2 separate regions of the Hordeum vulgare genome follow, and region 1 is linked to region 2. The links are chromatin contacts, called in public Hi-C maps. All regions are on one chromosome and are shown on one strand. Each heading gives the region's core, a stretch centred on a gene start, on an enhancer-like site or on the middle of the called end of the contact. The rest is flanking DNA. Distances are from core to core; before and after follow the strand shown.

Evidence for each region. A called contact is a pair of places that touch in the nucleus more often than the background predicts.
Region 1: a Hi-C map of leaf shows a contact between it and region 2, with 6 times the contacts expected there. The contact joins two enhancer-like sites. A contact is called at or near these places in 4 of 6 Hi-C or Micro-C datasets (leaf and seedling).

Annotation. Positions count from the first base shown.
Region 1 is chr2H:441,751,261-441,757,409 of MorexV3_pseudomolecules_assembly, forward strand. No RefSeq gene overlaps it. Among protein-coding and RNA genes, the nearest start is that of LOC123426573, 120 kb to the left of the region's middle. Within about 2 kb of position 4,596, at least 3 of the 3 cell types and tissues checked have open chromatin away from gene starts, as enhancers often do. A contact at or near this core is called in leaf and seedling, where this site is marked.
Region 2 is chr2H:441,613,628-441,620,461 of MorexV3_pseudomolecules_assembly, forward strand. No RefSeq gene overlaps it. Among protein-coding and RNA genes, the nearest start is that of LOC123426573, 15 kb to the right of the region's middle. Within about 2 kb of position 1,919, at least 3 of the 3 cell types and tissues checked have open chromatin away from gene starts, as enhancers often do. A contact at or near this core is called in leaf and seedling, where this site is marked.

The sequences.
Region 1 (6,149 bases), core at 3,346-5,845, 140 kb after region 2:
ACAACTTGTTACCACAAACCATTTGTGTTCTTCCGGATTAGCGCAAACAGTTCATCTAAGTGACATTTATGTCATATATCGCACGCACCAGGATCTGCGTAACGTTTACGTTATATTGGTTCTTTGCAAACAGTTTTATAGTGTGAACTATATGTCGTACAACTCACACGCCCGTGTTTTTTTAATCGTTTGTGTTATTTTTCTTCATCACAGACAGTTCATAAATGTCATATGTTTGCCACGTATCGCACACGCAGGTGTGATCTGAATCATGGTTGCTCGACCAACCATCGCACAGAGTTCATTTCATTGACAATGGACCTTGAACAATACCGTTTAAGATTCATGCATCGCACACAATTTCATCGAAGAGTGTGTGATACAAGTGTCATCTTAGAACCTTCCTGCAGTAGGGAAGTCATGTCTTGATGTAGTGTTCGAGTTACGGGCCACTACCACTGGCACAAGCTCTTTGAACTCGCTGCTTGAATTAGTTCGGTTTCTTGAGTATCAATTACAAGCTAAAAGACATCGGTCAGTGATACGTCTCCAACGTGTCTATAATTTATGAAGTATTCATGCCATGTTTACAATAATTCTATATGATTTCGGTATGATTTCATTAGAACTAACCCGGACTGACGTTGTTTTCAGCAGAGCTACCGTGGTGTTGTTTTTGTGCAGAAATAAAAGTTCTCGGAATGGGTTGAAAATTTACGGAGAATATTTTTGGGAAATATGATAAATAATGGACTAAAAAGATACCGGAGAGGAGTACTGAGGCAGCCACAAGCCACCAGGGCGCCCCCTAGGGCACGCCCCGTGGTTTGTGGGCCCCTCGAGCATTCCCCTGACGTGATTCCAACGCCAAATATTCTTATAAATACAGAAACCCATGAAAAGAAACCTAGACCGGGAGTTCCGCTACCGCAAGCCTCCAGAGCCACGAAAAACCAATCTTGGCCCTCTCCGGCACCATGCCGGAGAGGGTCACCATCTTCGGAGACCATGGATGAGGAAGATGAAGAGGCCATCATCACCATGGAGTCCAAGGACCAGAGGGAGAATCTCTCCCCACCTTGGGGGAGGCTATGGAGGAGGAGGCACAAGGGGGCGACCCTCTCCCCATCTCTCCCTGTGGTGTCGGAGTGCCACCGGGGGAACCATCGCCGCGATGATCGTCTTCATCAACATCACCTTATTCATCAGCATCCTCATCTTCTTTTAGCTGTCCACTCTCCCCCACCCTGCTGTAATCCCCTAATTGAACATGGTGCTCTATGCCACATATTATGATCCAATGATGTGTTGTCATCCTATGATGTTTTGAGTAGACTCCCTTTGTCTTATGGGTTGATTGATGATCTAGATTGGTTTGAGCTGCATGCTTTATTATTGGTGTTGTCCTATGGTGCTCTCCGTGTCGCGCAAGCGTGAGGGATTCCCGTTGTAGGGTGTTGCAATACGTTCATGATTCGCTTATAGTGGGTTGCTTGAGTGACAAAAGCATAAACCCGAGTAGGTGGGTTGTTGTGTATGGGATAAAGGGGACTTGATGCTTTAATGATGTGGTTGGGTTTTACCTTAATGATCTTTAGTAGTTACGAATGCTTGCTAGAGTTCCAATCATAAGTGCATATGATCCAAGTAGAGAAAGTATGTAAGCTTATGCCTCTCCCTCATATAAAATTGCAATAATGATTACCTATCTTGTTAACAATTGCCTAGGACAAATTCGCACACCGACCCATCATTATTCCACAGTCGCTATTTGTAATATATTGTAATATATCCTAACTTTATGATAACAACACCTATATTTATATTTTAGTTCTTTGATGTCATGCAAATCTATTCTCTTCATACCCACAACATAGTTTTATTTCTGTTCCTAGTTGGAAGCAAACGTTCAGCGTATGTAGAGTTGTATCAGTGGCAGATAGGACTTGAGAGAATATTTCTCTTACCTTTAGCTCCTTGTGGGTTCGACACTCCATACTTATCACTTCCATCTTTCGAAATTGCTACGATGATTCCTTGCACTTGGGGATTATCAGTCAGTTGTGATGCGACAAGAAGCCGAAGGACTTCGGAAGTCCATGCAGAATTCAGATGCATACTTTCTCGCGTAACAACAAGCGATGGAGGATTTTAGCGTCAAATAAGAGAAAGCTAATAAGCTTGTTAAGCTTCTTGCCATCACGGTGGATAATCAGTATAACATTTCTTGAGCTCTTTTGAAGTTCTTTGCATTATGGTTTTGTTTTGTTGTCGTGTTTATTTGCTTTGGTGGCCAAATTTGACACGTAGTGTATGTAACATGCTCCTTTGTTGTTGCCTATATTTTCACTAGTGGCGAACTTCGATGCCTAGTGAATGTAATGTGTGTAATAGCCGTAGTAGCCTAGCGTTAGTTACTTGCTTATTTATTTTCTTATAGTCTTGTTTATTTATTTTCTTACAGTCACTAAAGTTCGTTTTCGTTGGTTTGATAGTGACCGTAATAACCATTGGCCACATACGAACCATGGTAACCATGGGCCTCCTACCTCTCGAGTGACCATGGGCCTCGTACGTGTTGTAGGATCCATGGGCCACTCATGGGCCAAACCGGTTATTCATGGGCCAAAATCAGACCGTAAAATGAGTCGTAAATGGGACAAAATCGGAACCTTCCATATGTGGGCCAAAACTATAATGGATCATCAGCACGCGGGAAGACAACACATGTTTAATTCTATCCACAAGCATAATGGGTCCTTAATGGGCCATAATACATGATGGGATGAAAACGGTCCAATGATTTACCGGTCTACAAATGGACCAACTGTAAGCACGGGCTGAATTAGGCCCACCAAGAGAACATGTGAGTAACAGACCACAAGGAATCAAGGGCCAAAAATGAGCCCAAGAAATTTTGGGTCCTTAGAAGGCCGAAAGATAACAGAGTCTGAAAGCGGCCCAACTAGTATGTGGTGTTAATGGGTCCGAAGCAATTCACTATTCATTATGGGCCGGAATCTTTACGGGCCATTAAAGGGCCCAGAGATTGAAAGGCGTGACATGGGTCGACAGAGGTCACGGGCCATACATGGGTCGAAAGTGACAATTTGTTAGAATTATATTCGATGGTCCGTCATGTTATAGGATTTATTTTAGTTGTATATATAGATCGTATATTCGTAGGGAAATCAAAAACTGGGCAATATTTCTAGCAAAATCAAAATAAGAACCACAATATTGTATTTCCACAGAATAAAGCATCTCCAACGTCCTAATTAACTCCACGTTCATCAAGAGCTCGGTAACAATCTTGCATTTTCACAGTATGCATTGAGGTGCCCGAGGTACATTCCAGAACCTCCAATATATTTTCATAGTAGGGAGCGCATTCTCAGTAGGGCTCGAACCACCCATCACGCACGATCTGGCATGCATATATGCATGGGATGATCAACGGGAAACTAAATAAATATCACTTGAAGCTAATTCACACATGCATGATACTCCCTCTATTTTCAAATATAAGTTTTTTTTAAAGATTTCACTTTGAACTGAACAAAATAAGTGAATTTACATTCTAAATATGTCTATATATATTTGTATGTAGTTCATAGTAGAATTTATACAAAGACTTATACTCCCTCCGTCCGGAAATACTTGTCCTAGAAGTAGATGTACCTAGACTTATCTTAGTTATAGATACATCCATTTTATACATTTCTAGGACAAGTATTTCCGGACGGAGGGAGTAATATTTATGAACGAAAGGAGTATAAGACCTTTGGAGATTTTACTATGGAATATATACGGATGTATATAGATATATTTTAAAGTACACATTTATTCACTTTGCTCGGTATCTAGTTCATAGTGAAATCTATAAAAGGTTTTATATTTAGAAACGAAGGGAGTAGTTGGATGAACGGTTAGCTAAAATTGATGTTCACACCCGCAATCCGTTTGAGAAACCACGCATCTAAAAGGATCAGACGGTAGAAAATGTAGAGGTAACTACCACTGGTGGTAGGATATATATCGCGCGACGGTGTGTGTATACATAGTCGAAATGCCAGGATCCTATAATATGCCAAAGCGTGACGCGGATGGAGCGATGTGCCCCCTAAAGCTAACCATGCATCGCCATGTCGTGGTGTCGCCATCCTGCTGCACTAGCTACTTAAACTCAAACTCACGGCTGATTACAGGTCGAGAAGGACGCAGAGCACAATGCAGGTGGCCGGTAGACAATCCTGTCTAGTTACTCGTTGCCTCTGGCGCCAATTACTTCGTGCAGGGCGCAAGACGTACGTGAAGATATATTAGTGGCGGTGTTTGGCCGGTGGAGCTGAGCTAGACGATGGAATCCAACTATTTTTTGAAAACCAACGTATCATCCACCAGCCGGATGGGCGTCCCGATGGATCGATCGGTTGCCATGGTCCTGGCCTGGGCTACTAGATCGCGGATCGAACTAATTAAAACTCAGCAGCTAATGATCGAAATAACTTGTGGTTGGATGTATCATGGATGGGAAATTGCATGGAACGAGCAGATCTGGAACGGGACCGGTCGATGCTCGAGGACCCCGGCCCAGGCGGGAGATCGATAGCCGCTTTGGTCCCTCCATATCTCGCTCGCGTGACGCACCCACGTCCACACAACCAAGGTGCAGCGGTACGTGCATGTATATGCTGCTGCTGTTGCGACGATCTTGTCCAAGTTGCAGCAAGGGGTGCGGTGGGGTTGTTGGTAGATCATCGTCGATTCATTCGATCGGATCGCACGTCCACGGGTGCCGGTCGCTCGCGAGCTTGAGCCTGAGCGTGAGTGAGCTCCAACCCGCTTTCCCATGCATGCAGATGCAGGCATGGCATGCAGCTCTCTGGTTGCACTTGTCGACCTACGTACAGGGGCGTACACGTGCGTTGCGTGCGCATGCAACAACGTACTCCCTCCGTTTCAAAATAAGTATTTTAAGCTTAATATAAATTTATACTAGAGCTAATACAAAGTTAAGACAGTTATTTTGAGACAGAGGGAGTAATTACTTCCGGAAAGGAAGGGAGTCTTTCGGTTATTTCAGTTACACAATGTGTCTAGCTAGCAAAACGTGATTCTAAATATGTTTTGCTCCGAAACTAATTAAGATCACTCTGCACCATGCAAGTTTACTCAAAATACGAAAATAGCATCCAACTGTTGCAGAAATGAGTAGATAATATCTTGTATTTCAAGGTCAACCAACGGCAAACTAGACATTATCAATCGTTGTATAGTAGCGTTATTGATACGGAAACACCAGGGTTTGAACAGAACATGTGTTGCATTTGTACTTCCGGGCCTTTTCGATCATTGGATAACACGAAGTACTACATGTAAACCTGAATACTAGCAGTGAAACAATACTTCTTTCCAGTCGACATCAACAGTTTTGCGTCTTGACCCGTACGTCAACAACAACAACCAGATCAAGTCCCTTTCAACCAAAATAAAAAAGAAATACTAGTAGTAGATGCAGTACCGTAAAAACTCCACAGGCAGGAGAGAAATTAAAATTCTATAAAAAAGCATTAGAGTTGGACATACGAATAGGTTCGCGTGCAATCACTGCCACACGTGTGTGCCTGGTGGTGGGTTGTGCATCACCTCAGTTGAAGGAAGGAAAAAAAAAACAAGCGCCACTATGAAACGTACCTGTCGTTTCACTCAACGTCGCACGTCATGTACGTACCCATCAACATATTTATTCTGTGCATGACAACTCCGCATTCTCCCTCGTCACCATCTCGTCACCACGCTCGTCATGCATGCAAGTAGGACGTTTACACAGCAATACACCCAGTATTTTTCTAATCAATTTTACTAGTTGGATTCAGAATTCAAAGCGAATAGTGATACGACACGCTGAGACATTACATATGGATCATGATGACCATGGATGCGAAGTCACTAGTGGAGAAAGGGGTATTAGAACCGGTTGGTAAGGGCCTTTGAACCCGGATACACATCCGGTGCTACGTATCCGGGACTAAAGGCCCCCCCCCCCTTTAGCATCGGTGTCTTACAAACCGGTGATAAAGGCCTCCACGTGGGCGCCGAAGAGTGCGCGCAGGCGGAGGACCTTTAGGACCGGTTGGTAACACCAA
Region 2 (6,834 bases), core at 669-3,168:
AATATACCTTATAGTTAAAAATAGAGGGAGTAGTTCAAGCCAGACGTTATGTAATCTCGCTATAAGGATGATATAGTTCTCGCGATAAACATATATCATCAAAATCACTATTTAAGGGTTACCCCTTGCACGGGTTACTCCTCATCTTCCGAGATGCTGATAAGTGACATATTGCATGTACACACTTATCACAACCTTATAATTTTGTCATTTTTGTAGATTCGTATATTCAACCGCGCATCCCAATATTGAACTGTTTTCAGCATTGGATTTTTGGTGTCGGAATCTTCAAAACTAGATCCCATGTTAATAGATTTTAATAAAAAATAAAAAATGAAAATTCAAATTCAAATTAAAAATAAAAATAAATCCATAGGAGAAATATATATGAAAAAATGACACTAAAAATGAATATCAAAAAATGAAAGAAAAAATACGGAGCCCAAAAACGTGATTGATGTTTTCATTTTTTATTGGGGAACACAAGTTGTGCTTTTCACGAAAACACAAAGCACAACCTGTATTTTTTTTAAAGAAGGCACAACTGTGCTTCTGAGCACTTCTCGAGGGAGCAAATTTTTGCTTTCGCGAGAAGCAAATATGGACCTCTCATGAAAAGACAAGTTGTGCTTCTCGCAGAGGAAAATATGTTCCTTCACGAGAAGCATAACTGTCATGCTTTTCGTGAAAGTACATGTTGTGCTTTTCACTTTTTCGGAAAGCACAACTGTAATTATGCAGACTGTGCTTCTTACGGCAAAACACTACATTCCGAAGAAACAATTTTTCAAAATCTAGAGAAAAAAGTAAAAAAAAAACAAAAAAGCTGAAAAAACAAACTCATTAAAACCCAAAACACACCTAGAGAAATAAAAAGAAAACGAAATTCAAAGATAGCGTCCATCATGTGGCACGTGGCTGTGGCTGGGCAGACAACTTGGCCCACTCTCAGACCAAAAAGGTGACCCTTACGGGAGCTCGGGAATAAATAACTCATATTTTTTGGGCAAAATAAATAGGCATATCTTATTTGACGCCACAGGCGTGCATTTTTATTAACTGATGCTTGTGACATTCCCAAGTGGGCCGGCCATCTTGTCGCCGGTTGATGCTTTTTTCTTGAAAATTCTGTGAACTCTTTTACATATCGAATAACTTTTTTAAAATTTCAGCGAATATTTTTTAAGATTTATGAACTTTTCTCTGAAAATCGATGAACCTTTTCTAAAATACTAAAATTTAATAAACATTTTTGAATATCAATGATTTTTTTTAAATTTGATTAACATCTTTTCGAAAAAGGATGAATATTTATCAAAATTGATGAACTTTTTTAAGATTTATAAACTTTTAAAGTTCAATGAACGTTTTTGAAAAATACATGAACTTTTTTAATTTCTATGAACTTTTTTCAAATTTAATGAACTTTTTGAAAGTTTAATGAATGTGTTCCAAATTGGATGAAATTTTTATTCAATTTCAATGAGTTTTTTTTCAAATTGATGAACTTTTTTGAAGTTGATGAACCTTTTTGAAGATATGAGATTTTTTTCAAATGAATGAACCTTTTTGTTTAAATCTAGAAACCTTTTTTTATTTCATATTTTTATTTTCATAAGAAATAGAAAATCAGGGCGTTTTTTTTTCTACTGGATTAACAAAAGAAAATTGATAAAAAAAAACTGGACAGCATGCTAGTGGGCAGGCCCATGCGAGCGATGCTGCAGGCGCCGGATCGTTAATGGATGCCTGCTGCGCTGCATAGGAGTTTTCCAATAAATAACACTTAATTAGTTGTCTCCATATATCATTCGCCGGAAAATAACAGGGTAACGAGTGGGTTGCACAAGCGGAAGTGGCTTACAAGGCCACCCCACCGGAAAACTCTCTCCTCTGCCCTACCAAAGAAGCCCATCATTTCTCTCTCAAAAGAAAAAAAGCAAGCAAGCCCATCATGTTTCTTCAGAGACTGCAGGGCTTGCAATAGTACCGACCCGTACTGCAAAATTGCATCCCCGCAAAAAAGAAAAAAAAACTGCATCTTTTTTTCAGAATTAAATCTGTGCAGCTTTCAGCATTGGCATATCATTTACCTTTCGACACCGGCACATCGTAACATTTCCTATGATTGTATTAGTATCAAACCGTGATGTTACGTAAGTACAGTTTTTTTCATGACAAGTCTACTACGTACTGCTTTGAGGTTATCATCGTATTTTTATATATTATGAACCAAATTCTGAAATGCTTGAAACAAAGGGAGCGGAGGATATGAATTGCTTCGGACCACAGACTGTGATTGTGTATATGATACTCCTTCTTGCCAGTTTAGCTTAACTTACTTTTGTTCTCTTGCTTACCATTCTGCACTGTTTTTGTAGCTCTACTTAAGGCCTTCTTTAATTTGGCGTCCCTCTTCTACAAATACAATATGACACACGCTTTGGGTCGTGTTCGAGAAAAAGAGCGGCGTCCTAAAGCAAAGCACCGAATACAGACGTAGAACTGAATGATGAAAGATATGAGACATTCCTTTTCTTTCCAACAAAAGGACTTCTTCCTGATACCTTCTCCTTTCTTTTCCATTCCTTTTTGTTAATGTTTTTTTTCGGTTTAGAAGCTTTTAGTATTGTATAAGACTTTTCCTCTATCACTCGATCATTTAGAGACTTTTAGTATGCAAAAAAACATGCACGACGTGCTGTCGTTTTAGCTCTCTAGTGACATGCGTGGATTATTGCGTACAGCGCCTCTGCAACAGTATGGGAGTTAGTCTGTCAGCATCCTGATATATGCTATCATGGTTTGATGGCTTTGCCATCTCCTGTTTCCCCGCACCTGTCCAGAGTTCAGGTGAATTCCAGCCTGGTTTATCTCTGGCCCCGTGGCCTTCAGTTTTACAAACAAGCAGCAACTTTGAGCCACAAAACTTGAGTCAAACTAACTCCCTGTCAATCACCGCCTTGCTAAAAGATGATTATGTTGAAGCAAAGTGCGACAAGTCAATACTATCTGATTTGTTCCTTTGGATATGTAGATAGATGATTATGTTGAAGCATTCAGCAACTTGCAATTCAGTTCTTGTTACTCAAGCAGTGTGAGGTTCACTAGTGCGTGCTAGACTGTAAATGGCAATGCTTTTACATCAAGTGCTTTTTGGTTTTCCAGCCTTTAAAGCAAGTATTCGATGATGAAATGCACACATGATGCTTCCCCAGTATGCTCTTGGGTCTTGACCATTGCATGGATTCCAAGCAAGCTGCAGTGTACAGCTGAATCATCGCATTCTTCAAGTACTAGATGATTTTGACAAGCCATGGATAATATATATCATTTGGTTTCTGTTCCTCTTTCTATATCACCTGAAAGCAGAAGCTTCTAGACTAGACACCCCTGCCTACGTCTTTAATGGCCCTCATGATTTGTTGAGCTTTGCTGAATATGCAGCAATTAAGTCTTAGTTTCCGCTTGCAACTCATACAGAAGATGAGGTGGGTCGAACAGTTCGTATCTTTTTTATTTGTTTGTTTCTTCTCAGTGTTTTTTTTCTTCTGTTTCCATCTTAATTAACATCAATGCAAGTAGTAGTGTTGGTTGCAACATACGAGTACTATATAACAGCTGATGGTCCTTATGTCAAGAAATCTAGTATCTGAATTACTACTGCTCACTGCAGAATGCACATTTGTCATGTGTGTTTTTCCAGTGTGTGTGCAAGGAACCTTCCATCAGACAACCCCTACCTGATGATTCTCTGTCGCAGCTCAATAACCATTTCCTGAACTGAACTGAGGAACCAACATATTATATACGTTCTGAATAGGTGATGATGTCAATCTCAACTGAGATGATGCAACCTTGGCAACACCCGCGTGCTTCATTTTCAGAAGCTTCACCGAAACACACCGCCAGGACTAGAAGGCCAAGTGGAGCATAAATTTGCAGCTACACACTTGGTTTTCCCATCATAACATTCTTCTAAGCGCCGCCTGGTTTGCTACCGACGCCACGTTTCTTTCCTCGTCTATTTTGTGCAGTAGGTGCCGCGAGGGAGCACTAGCCACTAGGGAACAGTGCAGAGATATAAGCGAGCAACAACTGCAATGACCTTGTTATCATTATCCCGGTTGAAAGTTCAGGTGCAGGTTCAGGGTTCAGAAATGTGGTTGTTCAGGTGGCTTTGTCAACTGTCAAGCGCCTGCACGCACGGGCCGGTTTTAAGTTATTGCCGAGTTTTTAGTTTAGGGCATCATCTCCTCTTAATTTTGTGCATTAACCACTCAACTTCTCTTAGTTTAGGGCATCATCTTCTCACTCAGCTTGTCTTAATCATGTTTATGCTGCCTTGATAGCGTTCACCCTGCAGTGCACTGATGACCCTCTTCCCTTGTCTTTCTCAGTAGCAGTGTGCGTTGTAATGCCTGCTACGTGTGATCTCTGTCGGTTGTTTGGAACTTCTTGACCTCACCTCATCGTCGCAGCAGCATCATACTGGTGATGGCGACCCTATACTGGTGTGGTGGTGCCTGACTGGGGAGGGTACTCGGTGACACTTTGACGTCTGATGTGGCGTAGCTTTCCGTCTGATTATATTACCTTAATCCTTGTTGTATTAATCAGCGCCTGCTGTAATTTGTTCTATTACTTGTTGGCCTGCTCCTTGACCGGCCCCGGACCCAAAAGTTAGCAATTCTTTTCGTTGCGGCAGCTCAAGGCTTTTACTCCCTCCGTTTCTAAATATAAGTTTTTTTTAGATGTTTCATTAAAAAACTACATACGAATGTATATAGACATACTTTAAAACGTAGATTCACTCATTTTGCTACGTATGTATTCTTCTAATGAAATCTCTAAAAAGATTTATGTTTAGGAACGGAGGGAGTAGTTAGCAATTCTTTTCGTACACTGAGCAACAACATCTCAAACATAGTGAAATCTAACATCAATGTGTTTTGTTCTTTCATGATACATTGGATTCTTTGTAAGATATATAGCACTTTGACTGTCAGAAAATATGGTAGGGCAAAGCTCACTAGTAGTTAGCAATTTTTTCGTTGGGGCAGCTCAATGCTTTGGACTGGAGAGTCCAAAATCACAAGTGCTAGGCGTCCCTCGCGTCGCCCCCGCCCTGGGCGACTCGGGGGCTCTCCAGCCTTAGGCGCCGCCACCGCCCTCTCATCCTCCCCTCCTCGCCACCGTCGGGTGACGCCACCGGGTGAAACCCGCATGGGGCGGCGGGGGGACTTCCTCTCCCGGCTCCCCTTCCTCCGCGGGCGGCGGATCTAGGCGGTTGACGGCGGTGTCCTGTGGCAATCGCGATCGGGCGCGAGGGGGCAGGCCTCGGCGAGCGGTGGCGGGGAGCGGGGCGCACGGCGGCGGCCCTCGGGAGGTGGTGGCGGGGCGCTGGGCTAGCGACGGTGCTCCGGCGTGTGCAGGCGGTGGTGGCCCCTGTGCGCGGTCGGTGGCTCCCTCTTTGACCTGGACGGCGCGGGAGGTGGCGACGGTCCTCGCTGGATGCTGGTGGCCATGGTGTTGCTTGTCCTCGACCCCGATCTACTCCGATCTGCAGCGGATCCGGCCCCTGATGGCTTCTCGCTGTTCTTGGGTGCTGGCCTTGCAGATCCAGTGGTTGGAAGGGTTCCGGGGGAGTCCCTTGGCCGGTGCGGCGGCCACTCCGAAGGCAGCGCCTTTGGGTGTTGTTCCCCTTGTTGGAGGCTTCGGACAGGATCCCCTTCCTTCCACCCCTCCCAGGAGCTCAGGTGAAAACTTCAGATCCCCTTGTTCCAAGCGACGACGACACCGCGGTGGTGTGTTCCTTCCTGAAGGCGTTGCTCGGGGGCTGCTCAAGCGGCGGTGGAGGTGGCGGCGGTTCGATGTCGGCGCATTTTGGCCAGCTTTATCTTGGAGGCTGTGAAGCCGGCGGCGCTCGTCTGGTGGAGCAACGGCGTTGTTGTTTGCGTCATCAGGCTCGGGATGCTCCGGGGGAAACCCTAGATCCGGGTCTTCCTGGATCGGACGATGATGGCGTTTTATCGCCTTCCCTCCTGGGGGCATCGTTTTGGAGCAAGTGTTGGCTGGAGGAATGGTGGAGCGGTGCTTCATCTCACACATTGATGGTGGCGGATATCGGCGGCATTGGCGCTGTGGGGACTCGACGTCCGATGCGTGGAGATGAACTCGCGCATGAGGAGGTAGCTGTCTGGCGTCATGGTGACGTCGACGACAGAGTGGCTACACAAGGTAGAAGCCTCAATATTTGCTCTGAAGACGGACCGGTGGAAGATGACGGTGACAACACACAAGTGCGTCGAGATCGGTGTGCCCTAGACCCGGTATGTGGCAGATGGCTAGACCGGCTCGGCTGGGTCTTCCGGCTTTTGATGTTAGGCTTAGGTAAGTGGTTTGGGTATGTGGCCCAGCTAGCACCACTTCATCATATGGACAGGAGTAGCGACAGATGTTGCGAGGCCGGGGGTCATCCTCCTTTTCTAAAAAAATATATAAAAAAAAAGCTCAAGGCTTTGTGAATTTGACTGCGCAAAACTCAGTTCAAGCTTCAGAAAATTATGCATGGCGTGGTTTGGGTGTTACTGTCACTTTTTGTGCTGCATAGTTGCATCATATGTTTTTCAGAAAGTGGAAGACTGCATTATTCCTGACATCATGTGAGATGAACTTCGTGCACATTTGACTGTCATCAGAAATAATATTATGGGCTTGATACAATAGGGGAGGGGAAATCTCTCAAGTGAAATATGTTAGAAACTAAATTAGTTCTGTGGTACAAATCACTGGAAAAAAAAAGAGTAAAATCTTCAATGGCCAAGTCGAACA